Linked DNA regions of Mus musculus: region 2 is linked to region 1. Evidence: chromatin contacts called from public promoter capture Hi-C data. All regions are on one chromosome and are shown on one strand. The core of a region is the stretch at or near the end of the contact, and the rest is flanking DNA. Distances in the headings are between cores, read along the strand shown. Region 1 overlaps Pkd1l2 (polycystic kidney disease 1 like 2). Region 2 holds the start of Bco1 (beta-carotene oxygenase 1).

What was found. Promoter capture Hi-C pulls out the DNA fragments that hold promoters and counts their contacts.
Region 2: a promoter capture Hi-C map of macrophages shows a contact between it and region 1, with 5 read pairs. The contact joins the promoter of Bco1 here to the enhancer-like site in region 1. A contact is called at or near these places in 4 of 39 promoter capture datasets (the HPC-7 cell line, embryonic stem cells and macrophages), 2 of 484 Hi-C or Micro-C datasets (the HL-1 cell line and nephron progenitors), 4 of 115 datasets of contacts at active chromatin or transcription factors (the HPC-7 cell line, embryonic stem cells and microglia) and 3 of 9 other capture datasets (adipose tissue, liver and pancreatic islet).

The regions. Positions count from the first base shown.
Region 1 is chr8:117,051,971-117,058,119 of GRCm38.p6, forward strand. It overlaps Pkd1l2 (polycystic kidney disease 1 like 2), which reads right to left. Exons shown (of 43, transcript NM_029686.4): 12 at 5,443-5,563; 13 at 4,344-4,485; 14 at 2,892-3,068. Among named protein-coding and RNA genes, the nearest start is that of Gm15395, 23 kb to the left of the region's middle. Within about 2 kb of position 3,386, at least 63 of the 459 cell types and tissues checked have an H3K27ac peak or open chromatin away from gene starts, as enhancers often do. A contact at or near this core is called in the HPC-7 cell line, adipose tissue and macrophages, where this site is marked.
Region 2 is chr8:117,093,083-117,099,462 of GRCm38.p6, forward strand. It overlaps Bco1 (beta-carotene oxygenase 1), which reads left to right and starts at 2,783. Exons shown (of 11, transcript NM_021486.3): 1 at 2,783-3,012; 2 at 4,478-4,606. The coding sequence starts at 2,949.

The DNA.
Region 1 (6,149 bases), core at 2,136-4,635:
GAATCGTCTCCCCACTCATAAGTGGGTTTCTGATTTTGGGGGTTTTATTTGTTATTTTTTGTTGCCTTGGTTTGGTTTTTAAACTTTTTTTTAAAAAATTAGATTTATTCCTATTTTATGTATATAGGTGTTTTGCCCACATGTATATCTGTGCACCGTGTGCATGCCTGGTGCCTTAGGGGCCAAAGAGGACGTTCGATCTTCTGGACCAGGAGCTCCAGACGTTGGGAGCCACCATTCCCAGCACGGGAATGGAACCTGGATCCACTGGAAGAGCAACAAGTGCTCTTAACTGCTGAGCCATCTCTCCAGCCTGGAGGTGGTTTGTTTTGGCAGTTAGTTTAGTTAGTTAGTTAGTTATTAGTTATTGTTTTTTTTTTAATGTGGTAAAACAAATTACGACATGAACAAAAGGAAGTTGGGGAGTGGATGGAGAGAAAGGAATAGCAAGAGGAAGAGAATCAGCCTTCTAGACTCCACTCAGACCAGAGCCACACCTCTCCAGGAACCAGCAACACGAGCTAGCTGGGTTTCTCTCTCTCTCTCTCTCTCTCTCTCTCTCTCTCTCTCTCTCTGTGTGTGTGTGTGTGTGTGTGTGTGTGTGTGTGTGACAGAGACAGAGAGAGAGACAGAGAGAGGAGGCGGATACCCACATGCCGCAGCACACATATGGAGTGCAGAGGATAGCAGATAGCATCTTTGTGGTGTTGGTTTTCTCCTAACACCTTTATGTGGGTCTGAGGATGAAACTCAGGTCCCAGGCCAGAGCAGCAAGTACCTATACCTACTGAGCTATCTAGTCAGCCCATTGGGGGATTTTTGTTTATTGGTATTCACTTGGGATTTTGTTGGTTTTGTTTTTGTTGTTGTTTGTTTGTTTTTCTTTTTCTTTTTTTTAAAGATTTATTTATTATTATACATAAGTACACTGTAGTTGTCTTCAGAGGGTGTCAGATCTCATTACGGATGGTTGTGAGCCACGATGTGGTTGCTGGGATTTGAACTCAGGACCTCTGGAAGAGCAGTCAGTGCTCTTACCCGCTGAGCCATCTCGCCAGCCCTTGTTTGTTTTTCTGAGACAACGTCTCACTCTGTAGTTCAGGCTGGTCTAGAACTCACCATGGAGCCCAGGCTGATCTTGAGCTCAAGGCAATCCTCCTGCCCCAGCCTTTCAAGTGTGGGGACTGTCGACATGAGCTAGCACCCCTGGCGTCCACATTAGTTTGGGGATTTGTTTTAACAGTGATGGTAATGGAATCTGGTGCCTCACACACGAAAGAGTCCAGACAGGCACTATTCTCCCGCCCTTCACCCCAGCCTCACAGCACCTGCAGAGATGCTCCCAGTTGCTATGCTCAACAGTGCCCCCCTGTGGGACATGTCTTGGTTTACCAGTTGTCTCTGCTCTTAGATGTTAAAGATTGTGAAGGTAGCGATTTCCTCTGTGGTGCTCACTGCCGCATACCTAGCACCCAGAACAAAGCCTGACATCGGGCACCTGTCTGTTATAAACATGAGTGAGCAAATGAGTATCTTTTTTCCTTAAAGGAGCCTCACACATCACAGGAGCCTCTAGTCATTGTGTAGTGCTCAGACAACTGTGAAGCTATTGGCTTGCAAGTGAACAGTCAATGTTGTGTGTGTGGCCACACCTCCTGCCTTCTTGCTGAGCCCCGGGAGATGGGGACAAAGGGGAAACTGGCCTCTCCCTTTGGGTGCAGAGGGGAGGTGTTTGGAAATGAAGCCTACTTGCCGTGTGTGTATGTGTGTGTGTGTGTGTGTTTTCTGTCCACAGTCAGACCGAGTCATTATCATTATCACCTTAATGGCCCAGCGAACTGCATATTCTTTGACAGAGCACCCCACACAGGCTATATTCCCTCAGAAGGGTTTACACGCACCTTGCCCTGGGCAGGGAACACTGTTTATGCCATGTGATGTCTTGCTGAGTATGCCTGCACCACTCATGGTGCCTCAGCTGGGAAGAAAGTTCCACTTGAGCTAAGGCCCACACAGACCTTCTGTGACAGTCCCCAAATGCCCAAGGCCACAGGGGGAAACCTATGGCAACCAAAATGCTATGGTAAATGGAGTGAGCTGCCTAGCACCACCCACCTCTTCCTATCCATTGCCCGTCTGGCCGTGGTTGTCATGGCTGTCATGGCTGACTGGATGGTTTGCATGCAGCGTAGGTAGGGTCTTTGATGGTTCACTCTCTGTGAACCTTTGCAAAAAAAAAAAAAAATGTCCTTTGAGATGTGCTTGTCTTATGACCCTGCCACTCTCTGCTGCTATTTACAAGTCAGGGTCAGTGGACATGCGGAAGGTTCTATGAGACAGATCCAGCTCTGCTATTGAGGAAGCTACAACTTCAGATGTTCAAAGAGTCACAGTGCCTCCCTCTCTGTTCTCTCTCTCTCTCTCTCTCTCTCTCTCCCTTTTCCTTTTCTCTCTCTTTCTCTCCCCAACTCTCTCTCTTCCTCTATTTGCCTCTTCCTTTTTCTCTCCTCTCTCTTCTCCCTCTCCCTTAACTCCCCCCTTCACGTGTGTGTGTGTGTGTGTGTGTGTGTGTGTGTGTGTGTGTTGAGGACTATGACCTGGTATGCTCCTACCCATTGTGTCTCTTTATCCATTTAACCTTTTTATATATCCTACATTGGGAAAAGTCACTGTGTCGCTGGGTTTGGGCAGATGTTGCTATTGCATGCCGCCCTTCTGGTCTGATGACTGGGCCAGTGCTTTGGTGATGACAAAGTCTTAGGAGTCCCTCAGCCTGTCAACCTCTCTCATTATAGAACATACTCGACTGCATCTCCCTGACATGGACAATCCCCATTCTTAGAGAAGATGAGTCTGGGAGCTGAGGGAAGAGCAGAGCCTCTGGCTGGTACCTGAGGGCAGGCAGAAGCAGTACTCCACAGGGCCCAGGGTTGCGGGAGTGCTGCAGGAGACAGTGAAGCTCGTCAGCACAGAACCTTCCTCCGGGTCAATCGTGCAGGCAGGCACTTCAGGTCGAGGTAGCATGCTGATCATGTAGGTATCCTCCCCGTAGGCGTGGCTGGTCAGTGCTAGGAAGGGAAGATTCATTAGGTTTAGGGGGCTGTGTGTCCAAAACTTTAACCCCTCTTCAGGATGACCTGGGAACTTGTTAAACAACGATATCTGGCGCTCTACAGACCAGCAAGCAGCCTCTGACATATCTAGAGATTCTGGAGTAGGCCCCCAAATACTCCTATCTAACAGTTGTCCCTGATGCAGGCCCCCAGGCTCACTGACGAAATGGGCAGATGTGGGGCTGGAGTTCTGCTATTTCCTATCTAAGTGGCCTTGGCTTGACCTCTGTTGTCTGTAAAAGCGGAACCAATAATATAACTTCCTCATAGGATGACATGAGCAGATTACCCAGAAGTCAGATCACCAGGGAGGAGCCGAGACTGGAGCTGGGAGCAGGTGGATGCTACCCAGAAGTCATCTGTTTTCAGCCTCATACCCTCGGCACTGTGAGCCCCTGTCTGTCCTGCAGCAATGTACCACCACATCTGACACAGCCACAGGGTTCCAAAGAGCACTGGCCACAGAGCTGAGCAAAGGGGAATCTTTTTCCCTTTTAATGTTCTTTTTTTTATTTTATGTGCATTAGTGCTTTGCCTGCATGTCTGTCTGTCTGTCTGTCTGTCTGTCAGTCTGTCTGTCTGTCTATGAGAGAGCAACAGATCCTCTGGAGCTGGAGTTATGAACAGAGTCCTCCGGAAGAGCAGCCAGTGCTCTTAACCATTGAGCCATCCCTACACCTCCCACAAAGGAAAAATCTTAATTGGTTACAACTAAAATCTTGGCCTAACCCGGTTGAGGAGGTCTGAGGTTGAGCAGGTATGTTCAGCACACAAGTGCCCACCTCGGTTTGTCTGGTTGTGGTTGCTCTGTGGGCTGCATTAGGAAATACAGAACCAACAGGCACACAGGTAGTGCTTGCCTGCAGTCCTGGCACTAAGGTAACAGAGTCCAAGAAAGTGTTCTTAGAAAGCATAGCCATCTTTGTTCTGTGACTGTCTGAGCACTGAGTAACCCTGACTTGTGGTGGCACACACAGGTGGACTTAGAATGACCAGCCTGTACCACCAGCATCCTGCCAATCTTCTTGCATGACAATTCCAGGACAGACATTTACATCACCCCAGATCCACACGTGGGAAAACTGAGGCAACATGAAGTCAAACCCTTTGCTCAAAGTCTTGTAGGCAGAAAATCCCATACCTTGCTCCATGCCAGACCAAAGCCCCTTATTTTAGTGTTTCCAAGTTTGTCCTGGTCCTGTAACAAGAGATGGGGTGAGCACTCCTCACCTGTGACCCGGATGGGAATAACAGGTCCCCAGGTCTGCAGGAAGCTGCTGTTCAGCAGTAGCACGGAGGAGTTGCTGTGAAGGAGGGTCAGTGATCGTGGCCAAAATCCTCGGAGTCTGCAGGCAGCTGGGAGGGGCTCAGCCTGCAAGGGAAGAACTCTCAGGCCCTTAGAGTCTGTTAGGTAGGCCCCTGGACATCCTCAGCCCTGTGGCTTCCGAGCCCCTGGGCCTGTCAGATTTCTTTCTGACGAGTTAATGGCAGCTCATCAGAAAAGTGACCTACAAGTGCAGGGTGAACTCTCTGGGGAATTGGCTGGGCAAGTAAACAGGGCAGAGAAGAGGGTGAGAGCAAGTGCAGTGTGGTGCACGCCTTTAATCCCAGCACTTGGATTAAAGTGTCCCCCAAAAAAGGAGGAGGAGAAGGAGGAGGAGGGAGAGGAGGAGGAAGAGGAAGAGAAAGGAGAAGGAGGAGAAGGAGGAGGAGGAGAAGGAGGAGGAGGAGAAGGAGGGGGAGGAAGAGGAGGGGGAGGAGGAAGAGGAGGGGGAGGAGGAAGAGGAGGGGGAAGAAGAGGAGGGGGAAGAGGAGGGGGAGGAGGAAGAGGAGGGGGAGGAGGAGGGGGAGGAGGAAGAGGAGGGGGAAGAGGAGGGGGAGGAGGAAGAGGAGGGGGAGGAGGAGAAGAAGAAGAAGAAGAAGAAGAAGAAGAAGAAGAAGAAGAAGAAGAAGAAGAAGAAGAAGAAGAAGAAGAAGAAGAAGAAGAAGAAGAAGAGAAGAAGAAAGCAGCATCCTTCTCATCATGGTCCCATGGGACCTTGGCTGTGTGTGAGGCACGCATAGACCACTATCCTCTGCCTAGCAGCCGGGGGGATGTATGAATCCTAGCAGGGGGCTTGGTCTGAGGGCAGCAGTGTCTCTCTCCCCATAGGCTTTGATCCTATGTATTCATTCACCTGTTAGAAATTCCCTCAGGTCCCTAATCTTCCTGACTGCCCTGCACTGGCTCCAAATGGGATTGGCCTGCCCTGGCTCAGGACCCGGCATTCAACACAAGGCCGGTCCTCTCAGAGGACACAGTTTCTTCTGAGCGGCTGTGACATCTCACCTCCTCTGGTACGGTGTCATCTAAGTACCAGCTGAACACGGCCACCGAGGTCTCATCTCCCACGGTGACAGTGAGCAGAACGTCTTGGTCGGCTTTCACTGGCCGGCAGTTCTTCTCACAGCTGGAAGGTACAGAGGACAAAGAGAGAAAGCTCCCTCAGGCATTGTGACCACTTGCCTGGCCTTTGCCCAGTTCTCAAGTCTGTGGAGAAGGTGGGACATTGCCTTTGTCCAAATGAAAGATGGAATAAACCCAGCCATGCTCCAACCTAAGCCAGGACAGAGCCTTGGTCTGCAGGCTAAAGAAGAGTCAGGACATGACCAGATTTCTGTGTCACTCCCCTTGCAGTGATGTTGGGGTGCAGTGGGAGTGCAGGACACCTCCCTGGCTTCCCATCCCGACCCTGTCACTTAGGGAGATTTGCCTTGTATGAGTTGCATAAAGTCTAAGAATCGGTTTCCTTGGCTGCAGAGGGAGTGGACAAAGCCAGATAACTGCTGAGATCCACTTTAGTGTTGATAAAAGTGACAGTGCCGTGGCTTCATAGCACATATATGATGTGTGATCAGAGTAGATCTGAGAGTGACATGTCAGAGCCCTGAGAGCCCTTTGGGAGCACACCAGGCTCAGAGGACTTGCAGGATTGGTCCCAGGTGACACCAGTCCTCAGTGGGTGGACAGAACCATGAATCAGGGTCCAAACCTTG
Region 2 (6,380 bases), core at 1,533-4,032, 41 kb after region 1:
TCTTGGCTCCGTGGTGAAGCCTGCTGTCTTGGCTCCTGTCCTCCCTGAGCACATAGTCTTGAGGATTTCCCATGCCTGTCATTTGCCTGCAGTGTGCAACACTCCTGCTGGACAGGGGAGGCTCACTCATGGAGTGGATAAATGAACAACTGAGTGTGTGGACACATGCACGCTTTTGCCATTCTCGGGTTTTAGCTTTTCTGATATTGTACCCTGTATTGGTTATTCTTACATCACACTAAAACTAGAGTCATTTTAAAGGAGAGAACCTCAATGGAGAAAATGCTTCCATAAGATGCACCTTAATTTTTTTGTTTATTAGTGACTGATGGGGGAGGGGCCATCTCATGTGGGTGCTGCCAACCCTGGCTGATGGTCCTGGATTCTATGAGAAAGCAGGTTGAGCAAGCCATGGGGAGCAAGTCAGTAAGCAGCACCCCTCCATGGCCTCTGCATCAGCTCCTGCCTCCAGGTTCCTGCCCTATTTGAGTTCCTGTCCTGACTGCCTTTGATAACGAACATGGAACATATCTTTATCAAAACAAACTCTTCCCACCTCAATTTGCTTTTTGGTCATGGTGTTTTATCATAACGATTGAACCCTAACTAAGACATGCCCCCTACACTATTTGTTAGTCATAATTGCCTCTGCCCCCTTAGTTACATGTGACATTATTTACTCTTCTGCTAGCTCAGTGCTATTAGCAAAACTGCTATGGGGGGGGGGAGTAGTGTAAGTTTTTTTTCTTCTGAGCTCTTAGTGTATCCCAGATATACAAGGATGCAGCTTTTCATGGTTTGTAATAAATAATTCTGGCATGGATACATGTGTTTGGACATGACAGCAGCATGAAGTAGCAGGTAGGTTATCATGGGACTTACTGGAAATATGGAATAGAGAAAAAAATTCCTCCTTAGAAGAGAGAGAAAAGATAATGGATCTTGGGATTCTGATAGCCTTACACCCTGCTTCATAGCTATGAAAAAAAGAGACTCAGAGAGAGTAACGTGGCCCAGGCCTACAGGAACTGCAGCCCCATTTCATTCAAACTCACCGTCTCTTCCCTGGCTATGGGCTCCTCAGCTCCAGCTGTGCACAGTAGAGACATTCCTCAAACACGGGCCTCTGATTCCACTGAGCTTCTGAGTCAGTGGATCTGGAGCCCAGCCCAGTGACAGCACTTTGCAAACTCTCACCAGGTGATGACAACATGCAGCCAGGGGAGGAAGCACAGCCTGTTCTAGAACGTTCTAAAACCCTGAACGACTCTCTGCTCAGCTCTCACCCTCCTACCTCCACAGTTGGGCTATGTGAAGGCAAGCCCTGTGGCTCTCTCCCTCTCTCCTCAAACTCTGTCTGTCTGTCTGTCTGTCTGTCTGTCTCTCTCTCTCTCTCTCTCTCTCTCTCTCTCTCGTGTGTGTGTGTGTGTGTGTGTGTGTGTGTGTGTGTGTGTGTGTGTGTGTGTGTGTGAGCTTGTCTATAGGCCAGAGGACAACTTTGGCAGTTGCCTTTTCTGGTACCATCCATCTTATCTATTTATTTTTGAACTCACCAAGGGGCTAAGCTGGTTGGCCATCAGCTAAGGAGCTGCCTGCCTCAACCTCCTGAGTACTGGGATTGTATACATGCAGCAGGCAGCAGGCAGCAGGCAGCAGGCAGCAGGCAGCAGGCAGCAGGCAGCAGGCAGCAGACAGCAGACAGCAGACAGCAGACAGCAGGCAGTACCAGCACCAGGCTTGGCTTGGCTCCCCCACCCTTTTTTTTAACCCTGAGTCCTGAGAGTTGATCTCAGGGTCTTTCTTTGGCAAGTAGAATACTCTACTGACTGATCCCTGTCTCCAATCCCAAAGCATCTTTAGTTTTATAATTTCTTTAATTACATAAGACAGGGAGATCATACATATTCACGAGGTGTCCTGTGGTGTTTTGATTCCTGTATATGTGGTGGAGTGTGGAAGCCTTCTGCTGCTCTCCTGGCTGAGGGCGTCACTTCGAGCAGCAGGAACCGAGAATCCCCCAATTCCCACCCTATGCTCTCAAAAATGCAGTGTGGATTTTAGTCTTTGGGTCCTCCCTCTTATCAGTCTGAGTTGAACTGAAGGGTTCCCGATGGACTGGCTATGCAGAAGGCCTCAGGGATCCTCCTGTCTCTGCCTCCCAGCTCTGGAATTCATTCGGGTGCTCTGGGCAGAATTCAAAGCCTCGCTTGTGCACAGGCCCTGACGTTGTTTTGTGTTTTAATTGTTCTTTGGTTCCCGAAAAAGCCAAGTCTTTGTCTTCCCCATCTTTGCTTTTTAAATGGGCACATGACACATCTTTGAGCCCTCCTTCCAAAAAGAAAACCAATCAAGTGTCCGTTGATAGGATTTTTTTTAAGAGTGGGAACGAACCAAGCCCCAGGTTAAAATCAAAGCCTTCTCTCTCTGTTTGCAGAAGGCAAAGATGTCACCAGCCCACAACTTGCAATAGTGCGGTCAATGTCTTTGATGGTCCCCTCGCTTGAAGAGCCTTTGCTGATCCCAAATGCTGTTCTCTCTGCTCTAACCATAAATGCATCCAGTTCTCAGGATGGGCTAGCTCGGGCAAACTCAGCAGAACGCGCCAAATCATCTCTTCCGACTCAGAGCGGAGCCTTCCTTGGCTAAGCTAAAAGTGAAATCAGAGCGGAGGAGTTGGAAAAACACTAATGGGATTAAAGATTAGCAGTAACACATGGCTTGGGAACTGACCTTTGACCTAACACACACACACTGTATAAATTACCCAGCAGCTTCCGGCAGCAGGCAGAAGCACCGGTCAGCTTGGGGAAGGGACACAGAGGAAGAGACGGAGTGTACAGGGACCAAGGATGATGTCAAGGAGCAAAGAGCAGGAAGACAGGAGGCTTTGAGCACACACGGCTTTGTCTATTCCAGTAACAACCCCCTTGCTGCCGCTCACCGGTTCCATGGAGATAATATTTGGCCAGAATAAGAAAGAACAGCTGGAGCCAGTTCAGGCCAAAGTGACAGGTGAGACTTCTGTATTTAGATGGGCATTTTCCTCACCCCCTCCCCCTCCCTTTATCCCTCACCCCCACTCCCACCTCCACCTCCCCTGCCCCATGTTAGAAGTTGCTTTTGGAAGCCTGGAAACCCATATATGGCAACAGGATGAGCCAGTATCCAGAAACAGTCTCTGTAACCAATAGGGTATGTTTCTACACGGTAACTCGGTGTCCACGGGGAGAGCAATCCTTTCTCACTGTCTCCAGAGGAGTGTTGGGAATGCTCCGATAGCCACGGTGCAAGTGGGGGAGACCAGAGGACAACTTGTAGGAGCTGCTTCTCGCCATCATGTCGGTCCCAGGGATGGAACCCAGGTTGTCAGGCTTGGCTGCAAGCCTCTTTCAGGCACTTATGATTACAGTGGGTAGTGGGAACTGAACTCAGGCCCTCAGGAACTGGAAGCAGTGTGTGCTCTTAGGCACTGCACCATCTTTCCAAACCCTCTCTCTTTAAGTTTTCGTAAGACAAGATAGATGTCTCTCAGTCAGGGTTACCATCGCTGTGACAAAACACCCTGAACAAAGCAACTTGGGGGAGGAAAGGGCTTGGCTTCCACTCTCTGCATCCCTGTTCATCATCTAAGAAGTCAGGACAGGAACTCAGGGCAGGAACCTGGAAGCAGGGGCTGATGCAGAGGCCATGGGGGGTGCTTACCAGCTTGCTCCCCGTGGCTCTCTCTTCATAGATAGTTGATGGAGAGCGCTCCTGAAAGTGATCCTTCAAACTCAAACACGCTAAGGCTCAGGTGCCACCCTCAAGTCCACATTCACCTCATTACTTGAAGCAAGACCTCTCACCAACCTGGAACTTACCAGTTAGACTGACTAACAAGTCCCAGGAATCCTCCTGCCTCTGCCTCCCCAGCACTGGGATAACAAGCCCATGTTATCTCTCATGGCTGACCTTTTGTCACATGGGTTTGGAAGGCCAGCTCAGGACCTCCTGCTTGTGTGGTAAGCACTTTATCCACCGAACCATCTCCCCAGCCTCTAGAATATTCTCTCATGTGGTGAAGCAAACGTTCTCCCTCAAGACTCTGCCTGTCACCTCCAGAAAGCCACTGCTTCCCAGCTCTTAGCCAGGCAAGGCACTTCTGTTCTGCACAGCTCAGGGCTGCAGCGCTGCTTCTGGCAAAATGTATTTGGAGAGCCTATTTGTCCATCTCTTAATGGACAGCGGGCGACTTCAGAGTAGGGACAGCGTCTGTCCTCCTTGGTCCTCTTCAGTGCTAGCAAACTGCCTGCCCTATTATACCTTTTCTAGATAGGACCGTGGAATACACGGACAGATAATGAATAGTATATTCCGTGCACTTAGTTCCTTTTTTATGACCCTCCCACATTCCATCCCCCCACCCCCACCCCTTTCTTTCCGAGACTTTTCAGTCTGGCCATGGAATCTGGCAACTAAACAGTTTATCCTTCCACAGGCAGCATTCCAGCATGGCTGCAGGGGACCCTGCTCCGAAACGGGCCCGGGATGCACACAGTGGGAGAGAGCAAGTACAACCATTGGTTTGATGGCCTGGCCCTTCTCCACAGTTTCTCCATCAGAGATGGTAAGAGCCTGGCATGAGTTTGCTGTTGTCATGGTAACCGATACCAGGCTGACTGACTCCGTGGCCTGAAGCAATAGGAGTTTTTTTTCCTCTGTCCATTCTGGAGGGTCAGAAGTCTGAAACTGATCTCACTGGGGAGATGCCCAAAGTATTGGCAGGGTTGCTTTTCTTCTGGAAGCTCTGGGGAGAACACAGTGCCGTGCTTTCACACGATTTCAGAAGGTGGCTGTACCCTTGGCTCCTGGCCACCTCCCTGTCTCAAACCAGGATTTACAGTCTTACAAGGACTCTATAATGCCACTGTAACCAGTCACACAACCCCCCAAAGCTTTAGCTGAGTAAGGCTTACAAAGTCCCTCCCGTCACACGGGTGCTGCAGGGTTCAGATGCCGTTGGATTCCAGTGAAAGATTCATGCAGCCCCACTGCAAACGATTCTTTGGAAAGGGGCCAGGGTTTCTCATCATTTCATCTTATGATGAAATCTCCATGGGATGAGCAACACCCAGAAAGGGGGCAAACTGGGAACTCAGACATGCCTCTCTAATCAAAACCAGAAAAGGCTAGACTAAGAAGAAGCAAGCTGGGCACACCACTTGCCCTAACCATCATGGCTGTGTGTCTCTCCCATCGGCAACCCAGTCCTCTAAGGGTCCTCAGATTGCCAGCCAGGCCTCTCGTCTCCTTTGGGACCCCCAATGGCTCACCACTGTGTAACAACGGAGGTAGAAACACAGAATATCAAGTTCCTCCTACCTAATTCAAAAGAGACATGTGCAGGGAAATTGGGGTCAAGGGATAAAGAAGAAAATGGGGGGGGGGAATGTTCATTTTGTTTTGAGTACTTTGTGGGGGTCTTTCATTCTTTAGATTTCTGTTTTATTTATTTTAATAACTCTCATACAGGTGTGTATCATGTTGAAGCCATCTTCCATTTTTTTTACACACTCTTCTTCTCACCTCTCTCTTTTGTCTCCTAGACAGTTTCACTTCTACTTTTGTTACATATGTGTGTGTGCATATATATGTATGTATATGATTTTATGTGACTCTATGTGTATATCATGTATATATACATACGCACGGACATATATATGTATTGTATGTGCATATATACGTATGTATATGTATATTATTTTAAGTGACTCTGTATACTCTATATATGTATGTGTGTACATGTGTATGCATGTATGTATGCATATGTATATGATTTTATGTTATTCTATAAGATCCAGGGATCACAAATGAGAGGAAACATACAATATTCATCTTTCTGAGGCTGATTTAATTCATTTAATAAAAGTCCCCGCCTCCGTCCATCTCTCTGCACTTGACATAACTTCGTTCTTTACAACTGAAAGGAAGTTGAATTGTATGCACACACTGTATTTTCCCTACCCGTTCCTCAGATGTTGGACACCTAAGTGGGTCCCAGGACAGCTATTGTGAAAGAGCTGCAGTAAACACGGACATGCTGGTGTTCCCAGGATGTATAAACAGCCAGGGGGGTGTAGCTGGGTCATGTGGTAGATCTAGTTTTATGAGTTTTTTTTTTTTAAGATTTATTTTTAATGATGTATATGTTCTTACATCTGTGTGTGGGTATGTGCATGTGGGTGCAGTACCCCAGGAGTCCAAAAGAGGGCACTGGAGTTACAGGTGCTTAGGAACCACCCAACATAGGTGCTAGGCACTGAACTCAGGTCCTCTGTAAGAGCACCAAGCATTCCTCTCCAGCCTTCATTTTTTACTTTTTGAGGAACCTCAAACTGACT